Linked DNA regions of Zea mays: regions 2 and 3 are each linked to region 1. The links are chromatin contacts, called in public Hi-C maps. All regions are on one chromosome and are shown on one strand. The core of a region is the stretch at or near the end of the contact, and the rest is flanking DNA. Distances in the headings are between cores, read along the strand shown. Region 1 holds the start of LOC103632673 (protein STRICTOSIDINE SYNTHASE-LIKE 10). Region 2 holds the start of LOC100304248. Region 3 holds the start of LOC100281013 (RING-H2 finger protein ATL3I).

Region 1 (3,517 bases), core at 543-3,042:
AATAAACTAAGAATCTAATTTCTAGAAACTGAGTTATAAACCGCTACGTTTGAACCACTTAAATTACCATAAACAGTTTCTTAAAAAATGGATGATAGATGTTTGTCCTTAAAAACTCGACTATACTAAAGAATGAAATGTACTTCCGTGCCACGTATTGTATTTACAGGCACTTGCATTACACTGTGTAAAGGCTTCAGCGAAATGTACTCTTTTCGCGTACTTGGAACAAGGATGCGCCGCAGCGCAAACTTTTTTTTTTGGAATGTATATACGCGCGTATACCATGCACGTTATGTCACGACGACACGTCGTGCCACACGATCGAGAATCAACGCCTAGCTATCAGCCTATCACGTACGGTATACCACCTCACTAGCAATCTAGCGCGCGCGCGCGCACACACACACATGCCTGCCTCCGCGCTCATCGATCCCTACTACTCCGCTCCGCACAGTACTTGTCAACACTACACCTTTTTGTCTGTATGTATGTACTTGCGGCAAATCATAAAAGGAGAATTAAAAAGATACGGTGCGTACGCGCATATACGCAACATCTACTACGTCCGTACACGTATACAGGCGGCCCGCGTGTGTCGTTACTGCAGTACATTATTAAGAGCATCTCCAAGAGACTAGCTAAATAGCTTGTCAAGCTAAATTTTAGATAATTAATAGCATAATAGCTCTCCAACAGAGTAGCCATTTAAGTTGCTAAGCTATCTCACTCTCTAAATTAACTCCCTCACTAGCCAAATTTGGCTAGCAACTCTCGTTAGCCAAGCTAAATTATATTTTGGAGAGTCTGTTGGAATAAGATGTTATATATAGAGTTTAATATTTATGGAGAAACAAATAAAGAGTCAAATAGAGAGTAAAAAATAAAGAGTCTCTTGGAGATGCTCTAAGGGCTCTGGTTCGGTTCCTCGGGAACGAGTTCTATAGCTATAGGAACAGTTTTCAGTTGAAATGGTTCGCAAATGCTAGCTGTGTGCCTGTGTGTGCGTGGCGCGGGATCGGATAGGATCGGACCGTACGTACCTCCGCTGGTACGTGGCGCTGCTGTCGGTGAAGTAGACGAGGCCGGTCTCCTGGTCGACCTCGACGGCGTTGACGAAGTTGAGCGGCGCGCCGCCGGCCTCCGTGGCCACCGCCTCCGCCAGGCCGCCGCGGCGCCCCACGCGCATCAGCCCCAGGTACGCGTCGCCGTAGTAGAGGTCGCCGGACGCGCGGTGGAACTGCAGGCCCAGCGGCCGCCCGCACGCGCTCTCCGGCACCACCAGCCTCTTCTTCGCCGCGCACATGGCCACCGTCCTGTGCTTTGCAGCGACAGCAGCGTCACCGGCCAATAGATAGACGACCAATGCAACGTGCGTACGGCCGGCGCGTGTATATTATATATAAATATATACGTACTCGTGCTTGTGGTTGTGGGCGAACTCGGTCCACCCGCGCTGGGCGCCGCGCCACCGGAGGATGCGGCCGTTGGAGACGCCGGTGAAGGGCCCGTCGCCGCGGTGGTCGAAGGCGAGGCTCTCGGGCCCGAACGCCGGCCGGCCGAGGCGCACGGGGAGAACCCTCTGGCCCACGTAGATGGACTTCATCTCCTCGTGGCAGCTGGCCATGGACGGCAACTGCACAAGCAGCAGCAGCAGCAGAAGAAGACCCAGAGACGAGGAGGAGGAGAGGGAGAGCTGGAGCAAGGTGGAGGGAGCCTCCATGTTCTTGGGAGAGAAAGAAAAAAAAAAGAAGCCTTGCTTGCTTTCGGTATATGCTTGTGTTTTGTTTGTGTGTCCGGACAGGCATGTGCCTCTTATATACAAAGTTGTCAGGCTCATGACCCGGCGGGCGTCGGAGTTCGGAAGTGCACACTGCACAGACAAGTAAGACAACTGTGCCCATGACAGATCAAGGTACTGAAGCATCCTACTACCTATTGGGCTTGTAAAAGTCGGCCTTTGCGAACGCGAGCCGTGTGGCGGGCCGCGCCTAGGGTTTTGCAATCCGGCAAAAAAAAAATGAAGACGGAACGGAAGAGCTTCCTTCACGTTGCCTGACGTACTAAAGACGGAACCAAGAGTACTAAAGAAAGGACGAAACTGAGCGCCCGTCAATGCCTTGCCTGACGTCGACAGTGGGCGTCTTGGCCGGCCGCCCGGCCTCGCCGCCGACCGCGTAAAAAAGTCCCTGCTCAGCGCCACCGAGTTCCCCGTCGTAAAAAGGTCTCGGACGTGCCCGTCCGGCCGCCACGGATGACGGACCCAGTGCCTCGTCTGCAGCTCGCCCAGCGCCGTGTGGGCAACTACCACGTGCGTGCTGTCGGGGCGCACCACCACGCCCGCCGTTCGGGAACGAGAGCCTCGCCTGGAGTAAGAGGAGCACGGCGACACGGCGGCACGGCGCGAGCGGTGGTCCTACCGCAGCAGGCGCCCAGGGCCACCACGCGCATGTGGTCGCTGCATTGCAATTGCAAGCAAGCGTTGCCATCAGTGTTGGTAATCGCTGGGATGAGATAGCCGGTGAGATCATGACGACTCGTACAACTATTCCACGAGTTCATGTGTGAGATGTCATGCCGCGCTAGCAGCTCGCAGGTACCAAAAATAGAATTAGGCCCCGTTTATTTGTTTGGTTGGAATTGAATTCCATTTCAATAATTATAATTTAGACAAAACTAATTATGAACATATATGTAATATATTTATATATTATCTTAAATCATATGAGAGAGACAGTTATATACTATATATATGTTATAGCGAAGCAAGTAGAAAAGTGTGTTATAATTTGTACATCAGAAAAATAGCATGTAAATCTATAGAATCAATTTCCATCTCTCACCCCATGAATTTGAGATGGACTTATTGTTAGCAACACCTGGGAAGGGGGATCCAAGAGGAAGAGCTCAGAGGAGAATAAGACTTGGAGAAGGGAATAGCTGGGAGGAAGACGAGTTTATCTGATATTTGATAGCTAAATTGTTCATGCCCCTATTACACAAGTGTTTGTCTTTTATATAGTACTACTCGAACATCAAGCGACCCATAGATAGCGGACCCACTACTTGGCCCATATTGGCTCAGTAACCTTGGCGTTTGGACGATGGACTCTCACGTGCCGTGGCTTGTTCTCGTTGTCTGCTCATTGCTCCTGTCTGAGATGCTGACATTCCCCACCGCTTGAAATACAGCTTGTCCCCAAGCTGTGATATGCATAACCACCAGGATCCCAAACTAAGACTTTGAAATTGCCTTGGCCACTAGCAACAGCACCTAGACTAGAAGAAACAAGGCCAACAACCATATCAATTCCTGAACCAGCTCGACAAACGATTGCTGTGGAGGAATGGCTTGGGTTGGCTTTCTCAAATGGTTCACCGAACGTAGCTGAGATTGGATCACTAATGGTGATGGGGAAGCGGTCGAGCTTGGCTTGCTTTGCCACAGTAACCGAAAGTCTTCCCAGAGCTTGAAGCTCCCAGTCACTCGTATCCACATTGACACCAAGTTGGACAA
Region 2 (3,517 bases), core at 737-3,236, 530 kb before region 1:
TCCCTACAAAAACAGCTCTACAGTGAAGATATAAGTAGAGAAATAAACAACTCTACAATAAAATTGAGATCTATATTGAATTTTAAGCTACTTTGAATCTTTTAGAATGAAACCAGCGCACATTTGCGCCCGTGGAAGGCATCCACGTCACCATGATAAATAGATATCGTCAATTTAAACTACAATGTAATACCATCCGTAGGATCTTGGCCCAAACAGTAGGGATCTCTCTAGAAGACATGTGATGTCTAGGGAAGGCATCCACGTCATCATGCAACCTAGAAAGCACACAAAAATAAGAGAGAAAGCAAAATAAAAAAGGAAAAGTCGCAGTTGTGGCTCTTGAAGGTCCTCTGTAGGGAAGCGACTGAATGGTACTAATAAAACAATAGTACAGGAGAACCCATAGACAGAGGAGAGAAAAACTAAAAGTAAAAAGAGAAGGAAGAGTCATGACTTTGAGTATTTGCACCTAGGCCCAATCGATTCATCAAAATAGATCAAAATAGCACCTGGTGATTTAGAAGTGCACCAGAAAAAGAGGTACAACCAAAGTCTTAACAAAATATTTGCATGTAGATTCTTCATCACATTATGTATATTAATTCTTCATCGCTCCATCGCTAAGTTCTAATTTTTTAATTAATAAAATATAAAATAACAACAAGCTTGGTTCCCATTTAAAGTGGCGAATGAGCTATTTGCTACAATGCCTACTAGCGCCAACTGAAAAGAGAAAGGAAACAATTTGATATACTTTGTTGGCCTTGTACCAATTATTTGGTTTAGAGTTATGTCCGCCTTCTGCTATTTTCCTATTAAAATATAGAAAGAAACCATATTAAATAAATAATAACAGACATTCTCTTTAACAAGTTCAAATATTACAAATGATGCATTTTTGCTAGGACATCATATACCCATTCGCCGTCCTGCTGTGACATTTACCTTCCGCAACCTTGAATGCAAAAGATTCTTCATAAAATCACTTCCTATGTTGTCATTATGATAAAACATTAAAGGATTTTTGTAATATAAATAGCACAAGTACTTCATACTTCTCTATTTGACGTCTTACTCCAAAAAATTATATAATGAGAAAAATCAATATAACAATAGCTCCAACAAGGCTAACCTTAAGCAATAGACAAAAAAAAACAGTAGATTACTATGGAGTAATATTTCAACCAAAAAAGCTTGTTCTTCCCTAGCAATAGCAACAACAACTGTCACACAAAGAAACAACTTTGGGAACCGAATGTCCTAAATTACCCGGTCACTTAATTTTTTGTATCAACGAGTTAGTTTACACCTTACAGTCAACCATGAATGGACTCTGTTGTAATTCTTTAGTAACAACTATTTGTTAACTCAAATTCGTTAGCCTGATTTGGTTATAATGATTTGTTAGGTCTAGGTCCATAGTTTAGCGAACCGCCTCTTAGAGAGAGCGCCAACGGCACACCACGCTTTCTAGTAAAGCTGAGATTTATGCTGTAAAGTACTACGGCCCATTTTCCGCTGAGTAGTATAGCATAAAACCCAACAAAATCAACAAAGCCCAACATGCGACCCAACCAAATAACACGAGGCCCATCTAAGCCCACCACACGCCCCACACGTCAGCCCACTGCCAATAGGGCCCCACACCCCACTCCCCACCACCTCGTTTCCCGCCCGCTCTCAGGCCTTCTCTCCGACTTCTCTCCCCTCCCAAAATTCTCAAACCCCCAACCCCAACGCCCCTCCCCAATCCCTTAGCCATGGAGGCCTCGGCGCCCGCCCCGCCGCGTTTCACTGTGGCCGACCTCCTCCGGCTCCGCCGTCCCACAACCGGCGCCTCCTCCCTCCTTTGCCTCTCCGTCCCCACCTCCACCTCCACATCCCGACCCCGTAAAAAGCACAAGCTCTCCGCCCCAGTCCCAACCTGGAGCACCGGCACGGTCCCGTTCGCGCCGATGTCCCACCCCGTGCTCCTTTCCGGCACGCTCTCCCTCCCCTCCGCCTCCTCCCCGATCTCCTGCCGCAGCAACTGCTTTTCCTTCTCCGACCCATGCCCCACCGCTGCCTCCCCGGCCACCGCGGCCGCCTCCGTCTGCTGCTGCATCCTCGACTTCGATCCCGCCGCTCTGGGCCGCGTGATCCGTGTCCTTGCGTGGAACTACCTACCCTCACTGCGCCTCCACGCCGAGCCGGGCGTACTCGAAGTGGTCCGCTGGCACCTCGAGGAGTCCGCTCCTCCCGTGAAATATAGCTTCCTGGCGACGGTCCCCTTCCGTTTCCCGGATCAAGAGCCCGACTTGGCTACCCGCGGCTGCGCATTTGGTTTGGTCAGGTCCGTCAGCATTGTGTTCAGTATGCCGCTTGCCAAGGCTGATGCAGGAAGCAGAAATTCAGTTGGGTTTCTGGCGGAGATTTTGTGTTGTGGGTGTCGCCGCTGCTGCAGGGCGACACCGCCGGAAGATGCCCAGACTCACATGTTTGAGACGATGAAATTTGTCTACTTTGTGGATGCGTCTAGCATGTGGCGGCCGGTTCTAGTGTGGCTTGTGGGGAGGCTGGTGTACATTTCTGGGTTAAGTAAAAAAATGGTTTCTGTTGGGGACAAAGCCTCACACACAATTTTGGTGTCATCTGCGAAGACAACCATGGCATGGTGCCCATCCTACAGGGGCAGTCTGCCATTGGATAACTTACCTGAAAAGTGCGGTGGAGAGTATGCTGGGGTTATCACTGGAATTTATTCACAGGGTCTGGTGGTTGAGCTGGATGACACTGCATGGCTGCTGATTGATGATCAGAAGCTTCTGCCACCACATTCCCTTCGAGTTGGTGCCATTGTATGTTGCAACTTTACAACTTCACCTTCAAATTTTCAGTCTTAAATTTTCCATCTCAAGGTGCCACTTACCTATTTTACTTCTTTGTAGGTCTCTGTAAAGAACTTTCGAGCAGTGTGTCTGAACTTTGCTTGGACACGGGTTGTTCTGCTTGCAACTTGCAGTAAAACCTGCATTACTGTAAACTGTTTTTCCTTGGTGGATTCCAAGTAAGCCAGGAACTATTCCCATGTTACTACACACTATTCCATCTGTCCATCAATGTAGGATCAATTTTGATGGAGTCTTCAAAAGTAGATTATCGCCTTTAATATATTTTTCAATAGATTATCAGTTGCTACAAAATAAACATCATAATAAAAAGAAATCTGAAATATAAATATACCTATACAACATTATACACAAACATTGCATATAATTTAACTAATTGTTCGTCAAACCTTACAAAGTTCGATTTATCCGATTCAAGACAAACTTTTACATAATGGACGGAGGGAGTATTACAGATATCATCCAACAGCTTCCACTCTTGATGCAGAATTCATTTGAAGACAGATAACAAGGGCCTCTTAGGAACGTTTGTTGACTCATTGGAGATGCCTGCTCGATTTTGGTTTGAACTTTGAACTTTTTATGCTTTAACTTTTATGAGATATACTTGTTAGAGATGAAGAAGA
Region 3 (3,517 bases), core at 707-3,206, 510 kb before region 1:
ACAAACAAAATTATTTATTTTCAATCCTGCCGATCGGACCAACAGCGATTTCTTGTTAGCTACCACGTGTCAGGCCAAAATGATGTTAAAAAGGGGCAGCAGAGTCCAGGTGAAATTTATGCGTATACAAGGCATTCCTCCATACACCAAAAACAGCAATATTCATGGGAAGATCATGGGCTCGACCCTTTCTTGAACAGCTTGATTTGATCGCCATAGTAGTAAGCACTGCCAATCATCAGAGCGACTGTAGCGCCTTGAGCAACTACACGTGCCCTCATCAGTTTCTGACCCAGCTGAGAGTTCCCATATCGGAAACTGATCAGACCAGCAGTCAGAACTCCAGCAGTAACCAGTGCGCCTGAAAAATATGTGAAACGTTGTAAGAATTTAGTGGTCAAGCGATTAAGCTTAAGGCATCCAATCAGAACATTACTAATAAATTAAAATTTTAGCAGCAAGTGCCAAGTCAGGTTTCCATCTGCTTCATCACAGAATGACAGGAAGTTTCATTGGTAAACTATAAAGCAAAATTGCCATACACACACAAAACCACATTGTCTGGCAGATCCAGAAAGCGCAGTAAAATATGCTATTGAATGGCCTGAGGTTTTGAAAAGAGAACTAGCAAAGCAAGGATGATAAACTCAGGAACAAATCAAAGACTTAATAAGACTTCCTAATAAATCTAAATACTTCCAAGGACATTGGCCCATACATACTTCATGAATTATCTTAAAGCTGGTGGATAGTTATGCCGAAGAGGCTGAAGTTTCCAGAACATCCTCACTCCAACCTCCATTCTTTATGCTCTTAATATTATTTGTAAGGGCATGATCAAATTCAACCCTTCAAGTGTTGCTCATGGGGGTGCCACATGTCCTCCTGACTCCAACATCCATTCTTTATGCTACAAACTCATTCATCACAATAGTATGCCCCCCTAAATGGCTAACCCAGATGAAAGTTCCTCATTACGTTACCCTGAGCTAATCTAGGAACCTCATTTTTGTTTCCAACAAACAGTCTATTGGTCACACAATAACTACTGTTTTCATACATAGAAACCTAGGTCTATTCCACAGTTATTATTTTTCATTCATAGAGGTACATGAAAATGGATGTAAGTGTGCTTACAAATAACCATACATAGAAACCTATGTCTATTCCAGAGTTTCCCTACCCCTATCATCAACAAACCAATCCTTTATAGCCATGTTTTAAAGGGAGGGTGAGTCCCTATGCACTACTTGATTATTGATGAGGCAGAAAATTTCGACCACCATATGCATACAAATCAGGGACATAAAAATTAATGCAAGGCAAATTGCTATCTTCTCAAATTTCGTTTTCTCCTGCTCCGGCCACATAGTGCAGTTACTGATATAATGCGAATAAAGAATGCACGCTACGCAAAAGAAGTAAAACAAATAGACAAACTACAGCAGTCTATATGTATTACGTATTGTGGCAAATCAAACAACAAGCATCAAATTCCATGCCAGTTTTCACACCTTAATTCCTACGCTAGCGGCTTCATCAATCTAGCGGCACCATAAGCAATCCAAAACAGCAAAAATACGGCCCTAGGAAAAAAAACGGAGCCAGATCCCCACCCCCACCCTACCAATCCAAACCTGCCCCCAGAGAATTACACCCCACGAGTCTCGATCCGGGCAGCTGCTCGTCCCCGTTCTCAGCGCGTAAAGGACTAGCTAGGTCCTACGGGGCCAGCCTCGGGCGTCAGAGAGAGGGGGGCCGTCGGCGCGTACATACCGATGGGCACAAAGGGGTTCTTGACGGGCTTCTTCCCCTCCAGTTGGAAGTCCTCCATGTGGAGCGGTGGCGGCGGAGGATTGCTGCCTCCACTGCCCTTCTCCATTCGCGTCGCCGGGGTGGAGGAGAAACAAGACGTAAAAAAGAGGCAACTTCTGCAACAGCGGCGGTGCCGGCACTTCGGGTTCACAGGAGCCTTGCTGGCTTATTGCCGCCGCTCTTCAGCTAGTGAGGGAGGGTGTGCGCGCCGTTGGATTGAGATCCTAGGGGGAGGGATGTTGGGGTTAGTGGGTCTGTTTGTGGTGTCAAACTTGCCAACCGGGCCTCAGCGGTTTTTCTCCATCGTCGATTCGATGGTCACTCTAGTCTAGATTCTAGAACCTTCTGGCCACCAGTGTTTAAATTCCTTTTTAATTTGTACCTGAATTAACCAAATTAACATTTTAGGGCCTGACAGGATACACGTGTAATTACCAATTGAAGTTAAAAAATTAGTTAAAATTAGTTCATGTCTCAAATCTCTAAGACTAAACTAATAGTTAGCCGTTAAAATCACTTAAGAGATTTAGGCCATGTTCTAGACCTCTAAACTAGTTAGCAACTAAAATTACTTGAGAAGTTTAGAACGGATTAGCTAATGGACCAGTTAATTGTTAGCTATACGTTACAAATAATCATTAGTTGTTAATAGCTCCAAACTAGCTAAAACCAAGTAACAACTTATTAGCCAACTAAGCTCTAAAGATTTAGAACGGAATGGGTCAGCTAATAGACCTACTAATTATTACCTATACCTCTTCAATATCTATTAGTTGTTAGCTATTTCAACCTACCTAAATTAGCTAATAACTTATTAGCTGATTACCAATTAGTTTTAGAGGTTTAAAACAGAGTCTTAGTTATAGTTAGTTTACTAAGAGCATCTCCAAGAGACTCTTTATTTGACTCTTTATTTGTCTTTCCATGAATATTAAACAATATATATATATATATATATATATATATATATATATATATATATATATATATATATATATATATATATATATAACATTTCATTTCAACAGACTCTACAACATAAAGTTAGCTTGGCTAGCGAGAGTTGCTAACCAAATTTGGCTAGTGAGGGAGTTAATTTAGAGAGCCGAATAGCTTAGCAAGTTAAATAGCTAGTATGTTGGAGAGATATTATGCTATTACTAGTCGGTTACCCGTGCGTTGCGACGGCTCACATCAATACCCACGTAAATTATCCACCAAAAAGATCCCAAGATTTTTTATTGACTGTCTCTGCTCTTCACATAATATTTATTAGGAACGCACGGGTACCATAGGCAGCAATCAGAGACCCCATCCCTCGCCTCCCCCATTTTCAAGGTTTCGTAGAGCATGAGGGGAAGGGAAGAGGCAGACATGCATGTTCGTTGCCGGAGAAAGACACGACGAAGACCTGAGCATCTGGAGACGACATAGTTAGTATACCGCTAGATATATAGGGAGAGAGCACGCAAGCGGAGAAAGAAGCCCAGCCGGAGCAGCTCCAAACTGAGAGGCACCCGCACCAGGCGTCAATCCGAGAAGGGCGAGAGAATGCGAGTGTATTCCCAGCCCTGGACCCGCCGAAGCGACACAACATCACCACCAACTCCATAGGATATATCGACTGCTGCCACGCTATGGGCCTTGGTTGTCCAATATCTCAGACCTGAATTCCTCATTGCCAAGATAACCTAAGCGTGGC

Evidence for each region. Hi-C and Micro-C count contacts between places; a contact is called where the count stands out from the background.
Region 2: a Hi-C map of tassel shows a contact between it and region 1, with 3 times the contacts expected there. The contact joins the promoter of LOC100304248 here to the promoter of LOC103632673 in region 1. A contact is called at or near these places in 2 of 25 Hi-C or Micro-C datasets (ear and tassel).
Region 3: a Hi-C map of endosperm shows a contact between it and region 1, with 3 times the contacts expected there. The contact joins the promoter of LOC100281013 here to the promoter of LOC103632673 in region 1. A contact is called at or near these places in 2 of 25 Hi-C or Micro-C datasets (ear and endosperm).

The regions. Positions count from the first base shown.
Region 1 is chr7:106,528,970-106,532,486 of Zm-B73-REFERENCE-NAM-5.0, reverse strand. It overlaps LOC103632673 (protein STRICTOSIDINE SYNTHASE-LIKE 10), which reads right to left and starts at 1,792. Exons shown (of 3, transcript XM_008654423.3): 1 at 1,419-1,792; 2 at 1,044-1,316. The coding sequence starts at 1,723. It overlaps LOC103632672, which reads right to left. Exons shown (of 1, transcript XM_008654422.4): 1 at 2,726-3,517. The coding sequence ends at 3,144.
Region 2 is chr7:107,063,850-107,067,366 of Zm-B73-REFERENCE-NAM-5.0, reverse strand. It overlaps LOC100304248, which reads left to right and starts at 1,986. Exons shown (of 15, transcript NM_001361393.1): 1 at 1,986-2,840; 2 at 2,931-3,049; 3 at 3,379-3,453. The coding sequence starts at 2,358.
Region 3 is chr7:107,043,972-107,047,488 of Zm-B73-REFERENCE-NAM-5.0, reverse strand. LOC100281013 (RING-H2 finger protein ATL3I) reads right to left here and starts at 1,956. Exons shown (of 2, transcript NM_001291674.1): 1 at 1,777-1,956; 2 at 1-361. The coding sequence starts at 1,882. The coding sequence ends at 174.